Linked DNA regions of Mus musculus: all the other regions are linked to region 7. Evidence: chromatin contacts called from public promoter capture Hi-C data. All regions are on one chromosome and are shown on one strand. Each heading gives the region's core, a stretch centred on a gene start, on an enhancer-like site or on the middle of the called end of the contact. The rest is flanking DNA. Distances are from core to core; before and after follow the strand shown.

Evidence for each region. Promoter capture Hi-C pulls out the DNA fragments that hold promoters and counts their contacts. Capture Hi-C pulls out chosen DNA fragments and counts their contacts.
Region 1: a contact with region 7 is called in a promoter capture Hi-C map of liver, with 4 times the contacts expected there. The contact joins the promoter of F930026P19Rik here to the promoter of B930059L03Rik in region 7. A contact is called at or near these places in 2 of 9 other capture datasets (adipose tissue and liver).
Region 2: a contact with region 7 is called in a promoter capture Hi-C map of hematopoietic stem and progenitor cells, with 4 times the contacts expected there. The contact joins the promoter of Tedc1 here to the promoter of B930059L03Rik in region 7. A contact is called at or near these places in 6 of 39 promoter capture datasets (cranial neural crest, fetal liver, hematopoietic stem and progenitor cells and 2 more) and 1 of 9 other capture datasets (adipose tissue).
Region 3: a promoter capture Hi-C map of adipose tissue shows a contact between it and region 7, with 4 times the contacts expected there. The contact joins the promoter of Tex22 here to the promoter of B930059L03Rik in region 7. A contact is called at or near these places in 1 of 39 promoter capture datasets (liver) and 2 of 9 other capture datasets (adipose tissue and liver).
Region 4: a contact with region 7 is called in a promoter capture Hi-C map of liver, with 2.5 times the contacts expected there. The contact joins the promoter of Ccdc85c here to the promoter of B930059L03Rik in region 7. A contact is called at or near these places in 2 of 39 promoter capture datasets (liver and pre-B cells) and 1 of 115 datasets of contacts at active chromatin or transcription factors (astrocytes).
Region 5: a promoter capture Hi-C map of pre-B cells shows a contact between it and region 7, with 3 times the contacts expected there. The contact joins the promoter of Cyp46a1 here to the promoter of B930059L03Rik in region 7. A contact is called at or near these places in 1 of 39 promoter capture datasets (pre-B cells) and 1 of 115 datasets of contacts at active chromatin or transcription factors (astrocytes).
Region 6: a promoter capture Hi-C map of liver shows a contact between it and region 7, with 6 times the contacts expected there. The contact joins the promoter of Btbd6 here to the promoter of B930059L03Rik in region 7.

The regions. Positions count from the first base shown.
Region 1 is chr12:113,138,805-113,141,504 of GRCm38.p6, forward strand. F930026P19Rik (RIKEN cDNA F930026P19 gene) reads right to left here and starts at 1,336. Exons shown (of 4, transcript NR_165646.1): 1 at 1,254-1,336; 2 at 486-595; 3 at 1-80. Crip2 (cysteine rich protein 2) reads left to right here and starts at 1,432. Exons shown (of 7, transcript NM_024223.2): 1 at 1,432-1,810. The coding sequence starts at 1,768.
Region 2 is chr12:113,155,023-113,157,722 of GRCm38.p6, forward strand. It overlaps Tedc1 (tubulin epsilon and delta complex 1), which reads left to right and starts at 1,399. Exons shown (of 8, transcript NM_134041.3): 1 at 1,399-1,549; 2 at 1,653-1,731; 3 at 2,139-2,341; 4 at 2,556-2,700. The coding sequence starts at 1,415.
Region 3 is chr12:113,073,195-113,075,894 of GRCm38.p6, forward strand. It overlaps Tex22 (testis expressed gene 22), which reads left to right and starts at 1,308. Exons shown (of 3, transcript NM_001361919.1): 1 at 1,308-1,665; 2 at 2,050-2,242. The coding sequence starts at 2,087. Pacs2 (phosphofurin acidic cluster sorting protein 2) reads left to right here. Exons shown (of 24, transcript NM_001081170.1): 24 at 1-1,207.
Region 4 is chr12:108,274,141-108,276,840 of GRCm38.p6, forward strand. It overlaps Ccdc85c (coiled-coil domain containing 85C), which reads right to left and starts at 1,253. Exons shown (of 6, transcript NM_001159910.2): 1 at 198-1,253. The coding sequence starts at 993.
Region 5 is chr12:108,333,012-108,335,711 of GRCm38.p6, forward strand. Cyp46a1 (cytochrome P450, family 46, subfamily a, polypeptide 1) reads left to right here and starts at 1,305. Exons shown (of 15, transcript NM_010010.2): 1 at 1,305-1,553. The coding sequence starts at 1,435.
Region 6 is chr12:112,975,272-112,977,971 of GRCm38.p6, forward strand. It overlaps Btbd6 (BTB (POZ) domain containing 6), which reads left to right and starts at 1,292. Exons shown (of 4, transcript NM_201646.2): 1 at 1,292-1,711; 2 at 1,788-1,878; 3 at 1,982-2,100; 4 at 2,233-2,700. The coding sequence starts at 1,335. The region is part of intron 5 of Brf1 (BRF1, RNA polymerase III transcription initiation factor 90 kDa subunit); the gene reads right to left.
Region 7 is chr12:110,590,069-110,592,768 of GRCm38.p6, forward strand. B930059L03Rik (RIKEN cDNA B930059L03 gene) reads left to right here and starts at 1,306. Exons shown (of 1, transcript NR_033340.1): 1 at 1,306-2,611.

The DNA.
Region 1 (2,700 bases), core at 86-2,585, 2.5 Mb after region 7:
TCAGGTGTGGAGGTCAAGGTTACTGTTTGTCATTGGCCCGTGTGCCTTCCTGCCAGGCTCACAACAGCCCCATAGCCCTCCTTCATCATCCAGGGACCCAGCAGAGGAGGTAGGACAGAAGCAGCAATTAGGAACTCTTACCCGGCCCTCTCCATCCCCTTCTCGCCCTGGGCATCCAGCCAGGATTGCCCCGGGAGGGGGCCTACTCCTATCCACTCTCATTGTGGCCGGGCACCCTTGAGGCCTTTTTAGAAGACTAGCTGTGCTTAGCCCAGTCAGCCCTGTCTTTCACGGCAGATATTAGCGGTGGAGTGGTCAAGCAGGCTGGTACCTAGAGGTCCACAGGACTCCTAAATGGGAAGCTGGAGGGGGCGCAGTAATGGATGCTTGGGTTGGAAGTCAGGACACCTATACATTCAGCCTGAACAGGAACCTGGCTGTGAGCGAAGGGTCTGTCCAGGAAGGCTTCCTTGCCTGCCTCTCACCTTGGCTGGCATGTGTCCACAGGTGCCAGGGGGAGCTGGTCTGGCTGGTCAGTCAGGCTTGGAGGGGGTGGCACGTTTCTGGGCTGTTGTCACCATGGAAATGGCAGTTACTGCAGGATATGTGTACAAAGGAAGGCCACCACATGGAGCTATAAGAGTAGGCCAGGGATTACCAACATGCCTGGTACCTGGGACCACTTGGCTCCCAGTCCATGGGCTGGACACAGAAATGAAATGTGGGTCTCCAGCACGGCAGTGAGGAAAGTGTGGGAGGGGTTTCTCTGGAGTCAGCTGTCCATACTGGGCAGGGTCATCAGGGTTTGAGACTTGTAGAGTGTTTGTTCCCCAGGCCCAAGGCTCAGGTTGGGTCAAGAGGCTCAGAGAGAGGCCTGTAGGTCCATGGGAGTCAGAAAGTAAGGAGGGTGGGACGGCAAGCAAGCCCTTAGTGGGAAGGAAACTGGAAGGGGACTATTCTGAGGACAAGCAGGATTTCTGGCTCTGCTGCTCTACAGAATGCTTTGGGGCCAGCATTGTGGGAGTCAGAGACTCTTAGTCTGAGGAAGAGCAGCAGCAACCTCACAGAAGGGGGTATTAGCCCACAACACTTGCCGCGGAGGAAATTCGCAGGTACCCCATTCCTCCAAGGATAAAAGTGCCTTAGAGGCAAGTGCACCTGCGGCCCCGTCAGAGCCTGCTCTGGCTGACGCCACCCCGCCCCCACTCATCCCAGTGGTTTCTTAAGCTGTTTTTGGAAGTGGTGGCGCTTACAAGTGAGCCTCGCCCGCCCCTCCTTCAGCACCACAGACAGGACCGCGGCGCCCCGCCCGGAATCCGATGCTTCGTGCTTCTGTGCTGCGAGACCGTTGCTATAGAAACGAGGCAACAAAGGGAGGCGGCGCCGGGAGGCGCGAGGGGCGGGGGCGCGTCCCGCGGGCTTCTCGTGCCCCCTTCTACCACGAGCAGGCCCGGACCTCGAGACCTAAAGCTGGGGATCCCAAGTCCGTTCTACAGCTAGAGATCACTATGTGGCCATGGAATCCTCGGGCGATCCCTGTGGACGCCACCTCACTCCGGGGTAGGGGGCGCTAGGCCGGGCCCTTCCGACCCTGGCAGGTGCGCCCCGCCTGCAGCGCGCCCAGCTGCTGGCGTCTAGGGGGCGGGCTCCAGAGGCCCCGCCCAGGTCTCGGAGCCAATCGACGTCCGGGGGCGGGCGGGGCAGGCGCGGGCGGCGGCACAGAGACGAGCGCGGGTGGAGGGCGCGGACCGACCGAGCGCACCGACCATGGCCTCCAAGTGTCCCAAGTGTGACAAGACCGTATACTTCGGTGAGTATCCACCCGCCGTCCGCCTTCGCCTCCAGGCTCCTGGCTGAGAGCCACACCCCGGAATGTACACGGATGGGGTGCGCAGCCACCGTCTTGGGATGCGCGATCCGATCGGTAGCTAAGCTCGCCACGCTGTTTTCGCGGGTGCGGCCCGAGGCTCGAAGGTAGTGCTACGCGGGGCGAGGGATACCATCTGGGATTCTGGAGAAGCGGGTGGCGTCGGGTGGGTTCCGAAGCGCTCGGTAGGCACTGGTCTAGGTACGCAAAGTCCTGGTCGGCCGGGGCCAGGAGCGCCCTCCTGGCCACCCGCATGTTCAGCTTATCGCCCTTCTTCAGGGACGCTCTTCGGGGCGGGATCCAATGAGGTCCGACGCCCGAGACTGGTCCGTTGAGATCCCCTGGTTTCCGGCATCTCTTCACCTTATGGCTGCTTCCCAGCCTGCACATGGGCCCACTAGTGTGACCCATAGTAGTGAGTGACCCCAGTGCTCACTTCGACCTCTGCCCAGGCCGTTGGGCCAGGTCTGGGATTTCGGATTCAGTCCAAGCGGGGGCGACCTTGGCTTCTGCCTCTTACATGCCCCAGCTTGCTCCTTTTCTTGGCCATTTGCCTCTGCAGTTTCACCCGGGGTGGGGCATGGTGACACGTATTTCTCCATGAGCTTGAGAGTGCACTGGGTGACTAGGACCCTGGCCTCTTGGAGGTCAAGGCCATCTGGGAAGGAAGCTATGGTATGCAGGAATTGGTTCCTGCTAAGGTAGCCCCTGAAGGCAATCACCTTTATCAAGCATCCCCTGGTTCCTGATCTGCTAACCTCCTGGGGCTGTGTTCCTAGCTGAGCAACTTTGCCAGAGTAGCAGTATAGCTGCCACTGAAAAATAGACTCAGG
Region 2 (2,700 bases), core at 149-2,648, 2.6 Mb after region 7:
TTCAGGGCGCTTCGTGTTTAAGGTGTGCAGTATAGCATGGCTCTGAAGCGAGGGCAGGAAGAGCAGGTAGAAACTAGCTGGGCGAGGCCATTTGCTGTGTGGCAAGGGGCCAGGAAGGAGGAGACCCTGAGGCAGAATAGCTGAAGGTATCCAGATGAGCAGAGGAAGGTCTGCAGCAAAACACAGGGAGGGTCAAGGTAAAGGTGAGCCCGCAGTCTCCGCACTTCCGGAGGGCGTGGCCATCCTGTAGACCGCCGTTAAACTGGCAGGTGCCAAGGGACAGCTCTGCCCCTCCCTCTCACCTCACTTTCCTTTTCCGCACCGCACCCTCTCCCTCTCCACCTGCCTCTTCTTTCCTAGCTTTGAGATGCAGAGTACACGCAGTACTGTCTGTCCGCTGCTCCAACTATTTTTGGTGGCGACATCGAGGGCACAAAGCTTAGTTTGTGTCCGCTCGAGCGTTCAGGTCTCGCCCCAGCAATTCTTCCTGCCACTCGTCGCCTACAGGCTTGTCTCTGGATCACCGTTGGCAGCGTCCGGCCTTTGTCCGGCCCTCCTCCACACGCACTGGCGCACATAATGTGATCTTTCGCATCCGGCTTCCCACAGAGGCTGCTCTGGCTTCACCTAGGTTGTAGCCACGTAGTAGGCTCATGCCGGTTGCGGAGGATAGTTGCCGACTGCATGTCTTTCCCCGTGCATCAGGTTGCACTCTGGGTTCATTCTGCCATTGTCATGTAGCTACTGTGAATCCTTGCGGGATTCTCAAAGCTTACCAAGATTGCTCCTGAAGGGCTGAGTGCAAAACTAAGTTCAACCTTAAAAGAGAGGGCCGCACCCTTTTATGAAGTGGAGAATTTTCCTTAAAAACTGCTCTTCTAGTGGCTGGAGGAAGAATGAATATGGGGACAAGGAAGTCTGGGGCTGGCTGTACATGAGAGGGAGGATGGCTTTCCGAAGAGACTTCTGGCGACGTGGCCCCCGGAACTCCCCACCCACTTCGCAGGGCTCAGCTGCTTCTCGCGGAGGCCTGGCGACCCCTGGCGGCGGGTTCCTTCCAGGGCGGCTTCGCAGAGACACTCCCTTCGTGGCTGGGTGGAGCCACATTGCTCCTTCCTCCGCTCCTCCAGGGAACACCTCGGGCGCATGCGCGCCCTCCAGCCTCGCGCTTCCCTAGCCCGGGGTTGCTAAGGCGGTTGATAAGTCGAGGTGCTGATTGGTGAGTTCCAACGGAGTTGGCACCTCCAATCCCCGCCCCCGACCCCGGAAGTGCCTGCCTACGGGATAGACTGGTAGGCACTCAAACGCCAGAGTCATCGTTCATTGGGCCTGAGGGGAGAAGGCGGGCCTCATCCGGAACTGTGATTGGTCGGGGTCCCGAGCGGGCAATCCGAGGCTGTCTAGTGCTGGCTGTATGCGGCGGCGGCGGAGCCGGGTGGAAGGGGCTGCCCGGGCCCTGCCTGAGGCTGTCGCCGCGCTGAGTCGGTGCCTGCCTGCTGGGCCCAGCCCAGAAATCTTCCGCCGCGCCAAGTTCGATCGACCTGAGGCGGTGAGGCTATTCGAGTAGGCGGTCGGGGTCGGGGCAGGCGTTGCCTGGGCTGATGTAGGTGACACCTGATACCCGCTGACTACAAACTCCTCGTTTGCTTCAGGCTCCAGTGCTCTGGCAGCTTCTCTTGCGCGTGCTCTCACCGCTTGCTGCAAACAATACCTGGACCGACCTTGCCCCAGGTAAGCCCCGCCCTCTCAGAAAGCCGCTCCCCAAGGCTATTGTAGTTTTGTCTTAACCCACCAAGTCCCGCCCCATCAAAGCTCCTCTGTTGTTTCCTCCCTTCCTGCAGGCACCTGCTCCTCTCGCTGTTGCGCCCACTTCCATTAGTATAAGTTCCCACTAGCCTTTACCACGCTTACCTGGGTAGTAGTGGCTTTATCACTCCAGTGAAACGCTGAGACTGGCCAACCACTCACAGAAATCCTGCCCGTTGGTTATCACTTTGCCTCCTCATAGACTCTCAGATCTCGCCTCCTTAGTCCACGCTTAGCAGGTTCTAAGCTTAGGGGGTGCTCTCAGGTCCCCAGAGGGATCCAGGTGAAATCTCCAGGTTAGCACCCCCTGATCTGATCATTTCCCACTCCAGAGGCCCAAGCCTGTGTGGTGAAATCAGCACTGGGCTCCCAAGGCTACCCCAGGTCTGTGCTGCTACAATTTCCAGACGGCAGTTCTCAGGGAAGCCGGGAACTGCTGTTGGCCCTGTCTTGGCTCCTCGCCCGAGGACCCTTGCTTGAGCAGCTGCTTGCCCAGACCCGTGTGCAGCTGGGTGACCAGTTGCCCCAGTGGGAGGTGAGTATGTAATTGAGGGTGTCAGAGCCCTGCTTTGCCCAGAACCCGTGGATTTCTCCGGGCTTCCAGCTCATGTGGTATTTGCCCTTGGTGTGGTTCTCATCCAGCTTTGAAGCTGAGGATGTACGTCAGTAGTACAGCTTCCCTGTCCTGGTCCTTCCTCGAGATATGGGATGTATAGCAGGGCTGACTCTTGTTCCCTCTCTACTGTGAGGCCCCAACCAGTCCTGGTCCTCCTGCACCCTTTGTGGAACCAAAGAGCCCCGTGGATCTCCGACTAGTGGAATGGCTGATGGGAAGGCTGCGGTTTAGGTGGCGATGCCTGATCTCTAGTCAGCAGGAGCAGTGTATCCTCCTCA
Region 3 (2,700 bases), core at 58-2,557, 2.5 Mb after region 7:
TGAGGTATTCTCTGAAAAGATCTTGTGCTGAGTCAGGCCACTGTAATCCTTGGAGCCTAAGAGCCTAGTTTACCTGCCCCTTGTGTTTTTTCCCAAAAGTCAACCTTCATATGAAACATTTGACCTAGATTTCTAGCCTTGAGGCCACAGGGGTTCAAGCTCTTGCCTGAGGGCAGCCCTTTTCCAGAACCTTCCCCTGTACATACGTGCTCCTTCCTTGACTGGTTCCAGGGGTCTGACTTTACACACACAAGAGGAAGGTGTAGGCAGCGTCTTTGTCCCACAGCTGGCCCAGGGTGGAGTCAGGAAAGCCTAGCACCTGAGCACCATACACCTTCCCCCCAACCCCCACCATGGCAGTGCTAGGTGCAGACCTAGACAGCAGTCCTTCCTCCCTGTGCCTCACTCCCCCAGTGGTTAGAGAGATGGTCCATTTTCCTTGCCTACCTCATGGAGCTGTAATGAGAAGTCATGGAGAAGCACTTTGTCCCTTTGAAGGATGACACCAAAGCCCCCCTGACAGGCAGTGCAGTGGTACGAACCGCAGAGTGTGTTTGCATCCGAAGCTCTGAGGCATCACCCTCAGAGCCTGCCAGTCTTAGAGGTCCCTGTCAAGCAACACCAGTTGCCATTGCTCATTGCTGTCAGTTGGGGGCCCTGCCTCTACCTTCAAGTTGGTTCCTGCCACCACCCTCTGAGTACGCAGCTCAGTATCACTGTAAAGGTACCAGTGCTGGGAGGTGGGGGTGGGGAGGCGTGGGGAGGCGGGAGGCTCAGCCCTGAAGCAATGGCTTGCCCTAGCCTTATCCTGCAAGCCTCACTTCTTCCTCTAGCCTCCATCTCAAATGAATTCCGCATAAAAACGTCCTGGCACTTCTCCCCAGGGCCAGGGTACTTGCTCCCTAAATCCCTGTGCCCTTCAGAGACTGCTCTGTCCTGGAAGGGGGCCAGCAGAAGCTGACAGCCTTGCGTGAGGATGACTCCGTTCGCTTCTGCAGACTGCCCAGCGCGCTGTGACTGATTTCTAGAGTGTGTATGTTGCTAGTTTTGTTTTTGTTTTTTTAATAAAAAGCAGGATTCATGTAAATAGCTTTTTTTGGGAGCAGATACTGATCTGTCCCATGCGACCATGTGGACGATTTCAAGGTGCTGAAGCGACACTAATAAACTGACGGCGCTCAGGCCGCCCACTGCTGTGATTTCTCTGAATGTGTTGGGGCCATGCGGCTTGAACGCTGGGGCGCACGCGTGGAGGGGGCGGAAGCGGCCGCGGAGGGCGGGGTCTGTAGGACGGAAGCTCCGTCCCTCTTCCCTAGAGCTCTGTCCTTGGATCCAGCTTTCTCAGGCTGGTGCTGAAGGTCCTAAGTCAGCCTCACCAGCCAGCTCTGTTTACCTGGACCCACATGAGCGTTCACAGGCCACACGACCCTCCACTCCCTGTGCAGACCCTTCTGAGCCTGGGCTCACCGGCTGATCCATTGTCAACCGGAGCTCATTAAGCCCCCCTCATCTGTCCCGGAGCCTACAGAGCCCTTCCCAGAGCCCTCTGGGCGAGCTCTGCATCCGCGTGGGAGCGGGTGACCCAACTCCCACATACCTTCACTGCTGCCCTTAACTGACTTCCACAGTTCATACCCACGGAGAGGGTGGGAAATGAGAGCTCAGGTTGGCGCTGAGCCTGGGCCTTGTGTGGTAGGGTTGTCCAAGACAGGAGGAGGCCTATTGAGGGTGGGATCCTAGGACTGAAGAGCTTGTCAGGACCGCAGAAGGAGCGCCCCCTGCGAGGAAAAGCAGACCAGGTGGTTCGGTGAGAGCAGAGAAGGCTAGGCTAGCATCTATTTCTAGGCTACTGCTGTCCCTGGGGGGATGCTGGTGCGGAGGATAATGGCCACAAGACCTGGGAGAGAAAGTCACAAGGGACCCCGCTACTCGGCAAGAGTAGTCACTAGGTAGAAGGCGGCCCCAGCAGGGCCTGCCATCATCTGCTTTAGGGATCTGCCGTGGCAGCAGGAACCCTGCTCAGTTCCCTTCCTGCACCTTGCCCCACAGCCCTAGTCGAGGGAACTGCAACCTGCTGTACTTAGAGATGGACAGCAGGCAACAGCGCCCCCAGAGGAAGACGCTACAGTGGCAGCTTGCTCAAGAGCAAAGACAACAGTCACCCCCACAGGGGCTTGCCGTGGCCTCCAGCCAGCCAGACACCAAGAGCAAGCCTCAGGACGACTTGCAGACCCAAGACTGGGTAAGCAGTTAGGAGAGTCTTCCGAGAACCCAGGCTTTTAGGTGGACTGGTTGGAAAGGGACACCGAGAATGGGCCTCTGGGACAAGAGGAAAGGACTGAATGGGACTGGAGGAAACATTTAGTTTTTAGGGCTTGCTTCTCCAACTACTCAGGCTAGGCTCGGAGGTAGACTTCCTCTGGTGGACACCAGGCAGAGAGAGGTCGCCTAAGGTCAGAAGGAGTGTGCCACACATACCCACATCAGCTCGTGCAGTGTCCCTGACCCCTGCTTTGAGGTCCCTCCAAAGGTGACAACTGTCCTGCAGGGCTGACCAGTAGCCCCTTCCGCTTTCATAAGGCAGGGCATTCTAGATGGTAAAGATGCTAACGTGTCATCTCTTGGGAGAGGCTTGCTTATGAATAGGCACAGATGTATGGATTTTATATTGGTGACATAATGGTGAAGAATCAGAGCTCT
Region 4 (2,700 bases), core at 3-2,502, 2.3 Mb before region 7:
GCTGCGGAGGAGAAACTTTTTTCTGCGGCATCAGCTAGACAGGGACACCACCACGCCGAATGCTCCATTTGCTATGCCAGCTGCGGAAGGGTCTGAAGGTGCGACCCCACCCCCACCCCGCACCTGTGAGGTCTCCAGAAACTACTACTGCTTCACGACAGACACCCATGGGCTTCCGATCCCGGCGAGATGCTTACCGTGCAGGCCGTTAGGGATGCTTCGGTGGTGCGGCGGCGCTGACAGGTCATCCAGAGACCGGCGCGTGGCTCCGGCCTTGCCGTCCGGAACCTTGTGCGGCCCCGGGGGCAGCAGAGCCGCTGGGACGTGGTGGTGGTGGTCCGGGCTGCCGCCGCTGCCCGCACTGGACGTGCTGCTGCCGTCGCCAACGTCGCGGGCCCCCGAGCCCGCTGCGCTCCCCGCCAGGGGCCCGCTCAGGCTGGCCTGGCTGTCGATGGAGCTGCGGGAGCCCGCGCCGCCGCCGCCGCCGCCAGCGCCCCCCGCCGCCGCCAGCGCCGCGCGCTCCTCGTCCAGCAACAGCACCAGCTCTTTCAGCTCCAGGTTCTCGCGCAGCAGGGCCTCCTGGCGCGCCTCGAGCTCCCGTAGCTTCTGCTGCGAGCGGGCCACCTCGTGCCACACGGCGCCGGCCGCGTGGCGTCCGAAGCGCTGCCACTCGCGCGCCAGCTTGCGCCCTTTCTGCCGGTCGTCGTCCAGGAAACAGCAGAGCTCACGCAGCTCCTGATTGTCGTCCTGCAGCCGCTGGTTCACGTCCTTGAGGCCGCGGATCTCCAGCAGGTGCTGCTGCAGCCGCCGGTTCACGTCGCGCATCAGGCCGCCGTGCTCCAGCATGAGGCCCACCTTCTCGCCCTCGGCGCGCCGCAGCCGCCGCGCCAGCTCCTCCTTGCTCCAGCGCAGCAGTTCCTCGTCCGGGACCTGGCTCAGCTCCTCCGACGCCGCCGCTGCAGCCGCCGCCGCCACCGCCGGGGGCTTCGCCATGGCGGGGCCGTCACCGCGGCATCGCCCTCGCCCGCGCCGGGCCGGCGCTCCCCGCGCCGGGGCTTCTCTGGGCTCGGCCACGCGCGCGCGGGGGGCGGCTGGGGACGCGTGCGGCCCGCCCTTCGCCGCCTCGCGCTCCCTCCCGCGGCCCCCTCTGGGGTCACCCGAGAGCCCGCGCACGCCTCAGGACTGAGGAACCGGGACCGTGGCTGCGTCGGCGGCCGCGGTGCCCCGGCTCTCCGAGCTCGGGCGCAGCAGGCGGAGGCCCGCCCCCGGCCCCGCTCCCGGAGCCCCAGCTGCCCCGCCCACCCCGGGCGGAGAGGGGGCGGGGCGCCGCCGTTGGGCCACGCCTCCGAAAGGGAGGCGGTCAGAGGAGTGGCAGGCCCCCGAGGTCCCCCTACGCGGTGCGCCGGCCCGCCGGGCGCCCTGCCAGAGGCGCGCTCGAGCCACGGTCCCGCCCTCCCACAGGTCTGATTGGCCAGGTTCGGGGGTGTGCGGGAGGGGCGGGGCGCGCGCGGGGAGGCTGAAAAGATGGTATCTTCCAACCGCGGGGCCTTGCACCCTCCTCCCCCCCACACTCCCGGTTCAAGTTTCTTCGCCCGGAGGACGCGGCCTGGGCCAATCCCAGGACTACAAGGGGTTTTAAAATGCAGGTAGGGCTAGGGGGTGGCGGGGACCGGTGGGAAAGGTAGGGCAGGGCTTCCCTTAAAGGCGACGCGCGAATTTACGCGTCCCTTATCCGGCCAGCGTCCCTGACCCTCCCTTTCTCACCCTTAATAAACAGATGCCCACCCGGCGAGCACAGCTCTCTCCCTCCCTCCCTCCCTCTCGGGGGCACCAGAGTTCGGTACAGTCCGAGAGAGGAGGAACAATAGGACCCTGACATGGGGGGTCGGGCAGGGCTGGTCTTTGTCCCTTTCCGGGCCACCGACCAGAGCCACCTGGGTCCCTGCCTAATATTGCAGCGGGGCTGTCTTCCCACCCCTAGCCCAAGACCGTGGAGCCTTGCCAGCCTTATCTCAGGGCCAGATCTCTCTCCCTTCTTCCCCTGACGTGGTGGGAGCCGAGGACCTGCCCTTTTCCCAGAGCAGTTCTCCGAGCCCTTCCCTTCCGCGCACTACACCGCTAAATCCCTGGGATTGGAAGAACATGCAGTTCGCTAGGTGGAAACCCCTGAGAAAGGCGAGGGAAGGTCTTCCACCCTGGCCAGATAGCTGGGGTCCATAGGTACTCAGCGACCGCAGAACCTTCTTCCCTCGCCCCGCATCGCTGCGGAGCATACGGATCTTCCCACACCTATAAATCCCGTCCCCTAAGCGCATTTAACAGCGCTTCTGCAGCCAGCGGGCCGAGGGAAGGATGCGTTTCCCCTGGACCTACAAGGAGATAACCCACTCTGCGCGCGCACAAACCGGGGTAAGCTACCCGGGCCTGGAGCGCGTGCCCGCGCAGCAGCTGACATCCCCCTTTTACAGTTACTCAGCCGTTTACTAAACCACCTCATGTGCCCTCTTACACCTTCCCCATCCCGGGGGAATTCTACCGGGACAAGAGGCCACTGCTCTCTGAGGGCACTTGGCATTCTTGGGAGGAGGGAGAGAGTACAACGTGAGAAGAATCGGTGAGGCTGTCTGCAGCGCTATGCGGGGAATTCAATTGCCTTAGATCTGTGTTCTGGGAGGGACCTAGGAGCTAGGACCTAAACCT
Region 5 (2,700 bases), core at 55-2,554, 2.3 Mb before region 7:
TTTAACTCGCCTAAAAGCACGCAAGAAGTCTACACCCTCCTCGCAGTCTCATGCCTTCATCTCCTCTCAATTCAGGAGCTTTCACAAATGGCTAAACTAAACTGGCTGACCTTCCTCTGCCCCCAAGCAGGGCCACGGGAGGTCCCTGTTGCGCACATGCGACTGCCGCTCGCTACCACACGGGGGCGCGGTGGCAAGCCACATCCCCCTAATGCCACTCAGAGGCCAGTCCCCGGTTGGATGCTTGGCTTCCCGTCTTGTTCAGGCTGAGGTGGCCTCTCCAGACCGAAATCAAGCACAGCTCCTAAAGCTCTCCCCGTCACCTGCAGCTCACGGATCCCTGATATGTCCCTCCCGGGGGCTGGTCCTGTATACCCGGAAATGTAGGCACACGGTCCACACTTTTTTCCTGTTTTTCTGTCTTCAGACCCCTCCAGGACCTAACCAAGGTCTCGGAGTAGTCAGAAACCGACCTTCTCTCGAGGTCTTCAGAGCCCCCACTCCCCAATCCCGAGGCTCTTTATCTAGTCAAGGAGAGCGCACATCTGGCCCTCCCATCCACTGCAGGCCTATCTGAGCGTCCCCCACGGGAACTGAAACTCGGAAGTGAGGAGCACTTTGCGCTTCCACCGGGTGAGAAGGCGGAGCACAGCCCAGCACATTCCTATGGACCATCACCCATACTCAGGATTATGGTTTTCCCGGGCCCAGGAACTCCTGCATCCTGCTAGGATCTTGTCCTCCGCCTCCGGGCGGACGCTGGCACACAGCGGGCGCAAGGCTTGCACCGACCTGCAATGAAGGCGCAGCGCGAGGACATTTGGGATTGACTAACTTTGGGGCGCTAAGGTTTCAGGGAGATGTTTGAGAACAGTCAGCGCAAGACGGGGATTGGAGGGCTGGGAAAGGGTTTTCAGAAGGTTTGCACGAGAAAGGAAGAGGCCTGGCACTGCACGCGGAGAGACAGTTGGCGAGGCCAAAGGGGCGGAGCCAGCGGACGGGATTTGCGCCGCCGCCTGGGCAGCTTGCGCCCAGGAAGCGAGGTTGCCAGGACAACGCGTTCTGGGCGGGGCGACTTCGGGGTGGAGTCTGAGCTCAAGAGAGGGTAGAAGGGGCGTGGCCTCAAAGTCTGAGCCAAAAGCCAGGTTGTGATTGGTGAATACTTATCGCTCTGGGCGGGAACGGCGTGGCGGCTGGGGCTGGGCCTCAAAGAGGGCGTGGCCGTGCGGGGGCGGGTCCTGAGAGCTAGGGCTGGAGGCGGAGACGTGGTTGGCGGGTCCGCGTGCCCGGGGCGGGGTCGAGCCAGCGGGGGCGGAGCCGAGCGGCGGGGGCGGTGCTGGTGAGCGCGGGGCCTGGGGCCGAGGCGGCGCGCAGCGCTGACAGCTAGTCGGTCGCAGCCTCCGGCCCCCTCTGCACCGGCGCCGACCACGAGCCATGAGCCCCGGGCTGCTGCTGCTCGGCAGCGCCGTCCTGCTCGCCTTCGGCCTCTGCTGCACCTTCGTGCATCGCGCTCGCAGCCGCTATGAGCACATCCCCGGGCCGCCGCGGCCCAGGTGAGCGGGGGGTGGGGGCGGGGGCCTGGCTGGGGCTCTCGATCGCGGGGTCTGGGGACCGCGTCAGAGCCAGCGCCCAGGACGGGGGTCCAGCCTCGTCTTGTACGCACGGCCAGCCCGGAGACGCAGGCCCGGAGAGGGGCGCTAACTATTCTTAGTAACAAATTACTCACAGCCGCAGCAGCTGCTGGGCGCCCACCGCGCTTGGCTGGGCCGCACAAATGTGTCGGCAGCTACAGTCCTGTCAGGTAAGCGCTGCTGTTACCCCATCGTTCAGACCTGCAGACTGAGGCGCACGCGGGGAAGTCACCTGCCAAGGTCACACAGTTGGTAAGCCTAGATTTAAACCCAGGTTAGGCTGCTTTCGAAGTGGACGCTGCTAACTTTAGGACTTGGACAGGGCCAACCTGTCCAAATACTGAACACTGTACTCCCGTCACGTTTTTCTGTTTCTGTGTTTCTGTCCTGGGACATTCCATTTGTCCTCAGTATTTCCATTCCGTTTTTGGCCACTTTACCAATGGCTCCCATCAAAAGCTTACCTTTCTTTTCCTTTTCTTTCTTATTCCTTTTCTCACCCCCCCCCCTTTTTTTTTGGAGACAAGGTTTCTCTTCAAAACCCTGGATGTTCTGGAACTCACTATAGACCAGGCTGACCTCAAAACTCACAGAGAGATCTGCCTGTCTCTGCCTCCTGAGTGCTGGGATTAAAGGCCTGTGCCACTATACCTGGCAAGAGCTTTTTGAAGCTTAGAGTAGATGTGTAATGAAAGTGTCCCAAGGGCTTCCCATCACTTCAGAGTTGAAAAATCCCGTTTCACATGAACCATACCACACAGCTAGCAAGCTACTACTAAGTTCACAGGCAACTTAGTACCTGTCCCCTCTTGCCCCCTTTGCATACTACGGTTGCCCTAAGCCTGCCTGTCCCCTACATCTCTCCATTGGCTCTCCCCATTCACCTTCTCTGGCCTGTGAGTGGTATTTTCTTGTTCTCATATCAAACAGGCTGTCCCAATCCCTCTATGTGAAGCCTGCCCAGCCCCGGTAATTTTAAGGCTACCCCTGGAGTCACCTTTTTTCCCACCTGTTGATTGCCCCATGCTAAAATGTGAGCCCAAATAGGGCAGAGATGTTGGGTTTGCTT
Region 6 (2,700 bases), core at 42-2,541, 2.4 Mb after region 7:
ACTGCAAAGAATCAATGCAGCAAAGGAGTCTGTCCAGTCAAGACAACCACAAAAAAGGGAGAAAGCATCTGTCCTAAAGACTGAGCTCAATGCAGTGAAGAAGCAGACTGATTGGAAAGTGGGCAAACGACTCATGGAGGTACTTCTTCCAAGAAGATATACAAATGACCAAGAAACACAGAAAGGTTGACATCAGCAATCAAGATTCCACCTCATATCCACTAGCATAGCCTCTATAAAACCCAGAACATTATAACAAGGTTTACCCAGGATGAGGGAAAAGAGCAGTGCACGCTGTGGAGGACTGATAAATAATACAAGCACGAACAAAGGCCATTGCAAAGTTTGCTCAAACAAGTAACTGTATCTGGACAGTGATGGTGCACTCAGGAGGCAGGCAGGCAGATCTGAGGCTAGCTCCAGGACAGTCAGCGCTACACAGAAAATCCCTGTCTCAAAACCTAAGGGGCGGGGGGAGCACGAAGCACTGGATATGACTCAGTGCTTAAGAGTGGTTATTGCTCTTGCTGAAGAGCCAGCACCCATCTACCCACAGCTCACAGCTCACAACCATCTGTATCTCTAGTCTTAGGAGATCCAACAGCCTCTCCTGGCCTTTGCAAACACCAGGTACAGGCAAAACATCCACATCCATAAAATAAAAATGAGAAATCAAGAGCTACCATTTTATCCAATCATCTCACTTCTGGATAAAGACCCAAAGAATTGCAATTAGGATCTGGAAAGGATAAAATTGCCTCCCTATGGTCAGCACAACTGGGATATAGAGTTGATATATACACGGTTGGATAAACTGGCAAACAAAATGTAACCCATTGGAGTAGTCAACTTAGAAAGGAAGGTCTATGTAGAAAGTTTGAGGTCACCCTGTGGCACATGAGGTCTAGACTCATGACAGAAAAAGAAATTCCGACATAACAGGTGTACTGCCCTTGACTTTGTGCTCTGTTAAAGAAGCTGTACACAAAAAGGGAGATCAAGCCTTGCGTTAGAGACTCATTTCCTCCACGAAGAAAAGCTAGCTGGGTCAGGTGATTTTTCAAAGCCTGAGCTGTTGGAAAAAAAATCTCATTTCTGAGTGATAGAAGGTGCAACCACAACTCGCCCTTAAACCTGGGCACCCGGGCGGAGCTTCAACACCTCCCCCAGGGGCGGGGCCCTGGAACGAGGAGTCGCGTCTTGACGCACAGTGACGAGAGACGCCGGCGCCGCAGCAGTGGGTACGGGCGGGACGGCGCCCCCTGCGGCCGAGCCGCGGGCTCGGTGAGGGGTGTGGGGTGCGGGTGGGTAGCGGGCAGGGCCGGCGTGGCCCCATGCTGCTGCCGCTCGCCTGCCTGCATGGGCGGGTGGCGCAGTGCCTAACCTCCCTGCTGGTGCTCGCAGAGCCGTTTCCCAGGCCCCGTCGCGGCGCGAAGGCGCGCGGCGCAGCACCGACCAGTGCGGAGCCCGCCCCGGCAGTAGCGAAGATGGCCGCGGAACTGTACCCGCCCGCCAGTCCCTCTGCAGCTACTGCCACCGACATCGCCAACAGCAACGCGGCAGGCGCAGCCGAGAGCACGAAGGTCGGGCTTTGCTGCCCGCCCTGCCTGGCACCCGCCCCGCTGCCGCCCTTGCCCGCGCCGCCCTTGCCAGACAACAACAATCCCGAGAGCCCCAACTGGCAGTCCTTCCATCCTACGCTGCGCGAGAGGTGAGCCGCCGCCCGCCCCCGGGCTCTGGAGCCCGGGCGCGCGCCGTTCCAGCCCGTGTGCCTCTGCCCTTTGCAGGAATGCGCTCATGTTCAACAACGAGCTGATGGCTGACGTCCACTTCATCGTGGGGGCTCTGGGGGCTGCCAGGCGTGTGCCCGCCCACAAGGTGGGTAAGGGCGCAGCCCTGTCCCCTGGTGGGCCTGGCTAGGTGCGTCTCCCTGGACCTTGTTTACTGCCCTGTAGCTCAGGTGGTTTTCTTTCATCCACAGTATGTCTTGGCTGTCGGCAGCTCCGTCTTCTATGCCATGTTCTACGGGGATCTTGCGGAAGTGAAGTCAGAAATCCACATTCCCGATGTGGAGCCTGCTGCCTTCTTGGTCTTGCTAAAGTAAGTGCTGTGCGCTGGGTCTGGAAGGATGGGGTGGTTACCTTCCAATGGTCCCCTACCTGTTTGCTACAACCCCAGAGGTTGTGCAGGGGAGCCCTTGCAGCTCCCCAGGAGAGCCCCTGCCTTACGCAGGTACATGTACAGCGATGAGATCGACCTGGAGGCGGACACAGTGCTTGCCACTCTGTATGCTGCTAAGAAGTACATCGTGCCTGCCCTGGCCAAGGCCTGCGTCAACTTTCTGGAAACAAGTCTGGAAGCCAAAAATGCTTGTGTCCTGCTGTCCCAGAGCCGACTGTTTGAGGAGCCTGAACTGACCCAGAGATGCTGGGAAGTCATTGATGCACAAGCTGAAATGGCCCTGAGGTCTGAAGGCTTCTGTGAAATTGACCGGCAGACACTGGAGATCATTGTGACCAGGGAGGCCCTCAATACCAAGGAGGCTGTGGTCTTCGAGGCCGTCCTGAACTGGGCTGAGGCAGAATGTAAGAGACAGGGCCTCCCAGTCACTCCTCACAACAAGAGGCATGTTTTGGGAAGAGCCCTCTACCTGGTCCGAATTCCAACTATGACCTTAGAGGAGTTTGCCAATGGTGCCGC
Region 7 (2,700 bases), core at 56-2,555:
ATCTCAGGGCCACAAGTCAATGCTTCTGGAAGGACAGGAAAGTAACCCCAGTAGCAGGTGAGGAAGGGTGGGTCACTTCAGTTTACTGTTGGTGGCTTGCAGATTTGTAGGACCCTTAAAAATGCAACTGAAAGTTTTAAAAGGTAAGTGTTGAAAACATTTTGAGACAGTCTTACCAAAAATCCTACTACCCAGCCCCCTGAATGCTGGCATTAGAAACACGTTCCACCCTGCAGGGTGTCATGTATTTTGACTCTGCAATTCTGCTTCAAAAATTTAGCCATCAGCAAAATTCACCTAGTCTGAGCAGTAAGGCCAGCTACTCCCGGCCGCACTGTTTTCCATGCTGAAAAACAGAAACCAGGAATTATCCTCACCTGCCTGAAGTGTTGCTAGATGCAAATGTGAGCAGAGAAGTGAGAAAACCCCAGCACACGCTCTCACTCCTTAAGATTTTATTTTTTTAAATGTGTTTGTTTCTGTATGTGGATTTGTACATATGAGTGCAAGTGCCCACGGAAGCAAGAGGGTGTTCGGTCCCCTGGGGCTAGGGTTATAAATAGTCTGTCCCTAACGTGGGACTCTAAACTCGGATTGTCCGGAAGAACTGTACATGGACCTAACTGCTGAGCGGTCTCCATAAAATATGGCCAAATTGAAACTAGAAAGGTTCTGGCACTCATTCCAAATTCGAATTCATCCTCACCCCAGGACTAACTTTTCCTGCCGGCCCAACACCTTCTTCTCAAACATTCCACACTGCAGCCAAGAGGGAGCTTGCAAAAACATCCCTCCAACCAGTCACCCCAGGATAGCCCGTGAGCCCTCTACAAGCAATGTCCCTATTACCCTACTTATCGCTGTACCTTCAGTCTGGCACCGTGTGGGACACTCAAAACTGCGTCTGATGGACGCAATGTACAGATAAATGTGGGATCAGCGAGAACAGCAAGATCCAAGTGGAGAGGCAATCAAATGTGGGTACGTGTGTGTAAGGTGGACGTGCTGACATACGCCTTCCATGCCAGCACTGGAAAGGTGGAGGCAGGAGCATCAGAGTTGGGACTCAGCACGGCTACCCGGCATCCAAACCAAAGAGCAAGCGGATGGCAGCAGGTACCCCGTAGGAATGAGACAAAGCGCATGCAGAAAACGGAGAAGAGTTCAAAGTCAACAGGATATCAGCTCAGCACAGCTGCACCAGAACACGGCAGCAGGACAAGGGCGGCCCCGGGAAGGTCTCTGCCATCTCGGCAGGGCGGAGATCTCCGCAAGGCGCAGCCTCCACGGCGCACGTGACTGGATGAGTCACCGCGCCAGGAAGCCGCACGAAACCTCGGTTCGGCAGCTCGAACGCAGGCTGACTTAGGACAAGGCAGCGACGTCTAGAGGAAGCCGCAGAGGGGGCCGCGTCCCTTGGCGGGAGGGGAGTGAGGGCCGCGGACGGCCCGGACCCAAGCTTAGACGCTTGGCCCACGGCACACAGGACAGGGAGACCGACTACCTTCACCTAAACGCTGGCGCAGGGAAATGACGCAGCGCATCGACCAATCGGGAAGTGTCTGACTCTGAATCTCGCGATATTCACGGGAGGAAAATGAGCCAATCGCAATGCCCCTTCTTCCAGGCCGCGGTGATTGGCTTGAGGACTCACATGATCGTTCGAGGCCACACGTGACCGCTCCCCTGGCGACACGTGATCGACCTGCCACTCTGCAGAAGTGGCTTCTGGACAGCGGCAAACAGGCGTCCGTGGAACTGAACGGCAGGTCCTGGGTTACAGCCCCGTCACTTTCCACTTGATAGGCGGGGTTGGTGACCAGGGTCCCATGTGACCCCCGTCATGGAACCCCGAGACGCGACCGTAGCGTGGATAGGACAGGGCCAACCTGTCCCCTGTAGCAGCTCTGAGAACTGAAGTAGGTGGGAGGCTGGGGATGCCGAGAGATTAACGAAAGAAACCAGTAAGCAGGGTCAGGAAACTCGTCCCACCTAAGTGGCGTGTACCGGACACGTGGTAACGTAAAGAGGTAGAGGTGCTTGCTATGTAAATAACTATGGAGGACCAGAACTCACATAGATGAGGACTTTGAGCACCCCGTCTTTCCCACTACCACTCACTGGGTGCCTCTTTCTTTCCTTCTTTCTCTAATTTACTCATAAGACAGGGTCTCGCCTTGGCTAGCCTTATTGTCTGTCTGTCTGTCTGTCTATAAAACAGAGTCTCTTCTTGGCTGACCTGGAACTCACTGTGTAGACCCTAAACTCAAGAGATGTCCCTGCCTCTGCCCTAAGAATAAAGGCGTGCACTTCCTGGCTTGACTTCTGTCTCCCTCTCTCCTTTCTTTGTAGTAAACTGCCTGTCTCCGACTCTGTCCCTGAGTCTTACTGTTCTAGGGCTCAAAAATCTGGAAATTTGTGCTGATTCCCTCCAGGGTCATAGCCATGCCTGTTCCAAGGAAGCCCTAGCGATGTCTGTTTCCCACTGCTTCCTGCCCAAGATACTGGTAACCCTGGAAGGTAGCCCTGGTGTGGGGGTGCTGTCAGAAGCATGGACACAATTCTCTCTCTCCATGATGTTAGAATTTCCTGAATAATAAATTGGCAGTCTGCATCCCTTGTATTGATGTAATTTGTTGAGTAGTTTTGTTCTCACTCTCTTAATAAATAATAACTCTTGGGTCACACATTACACCTCAC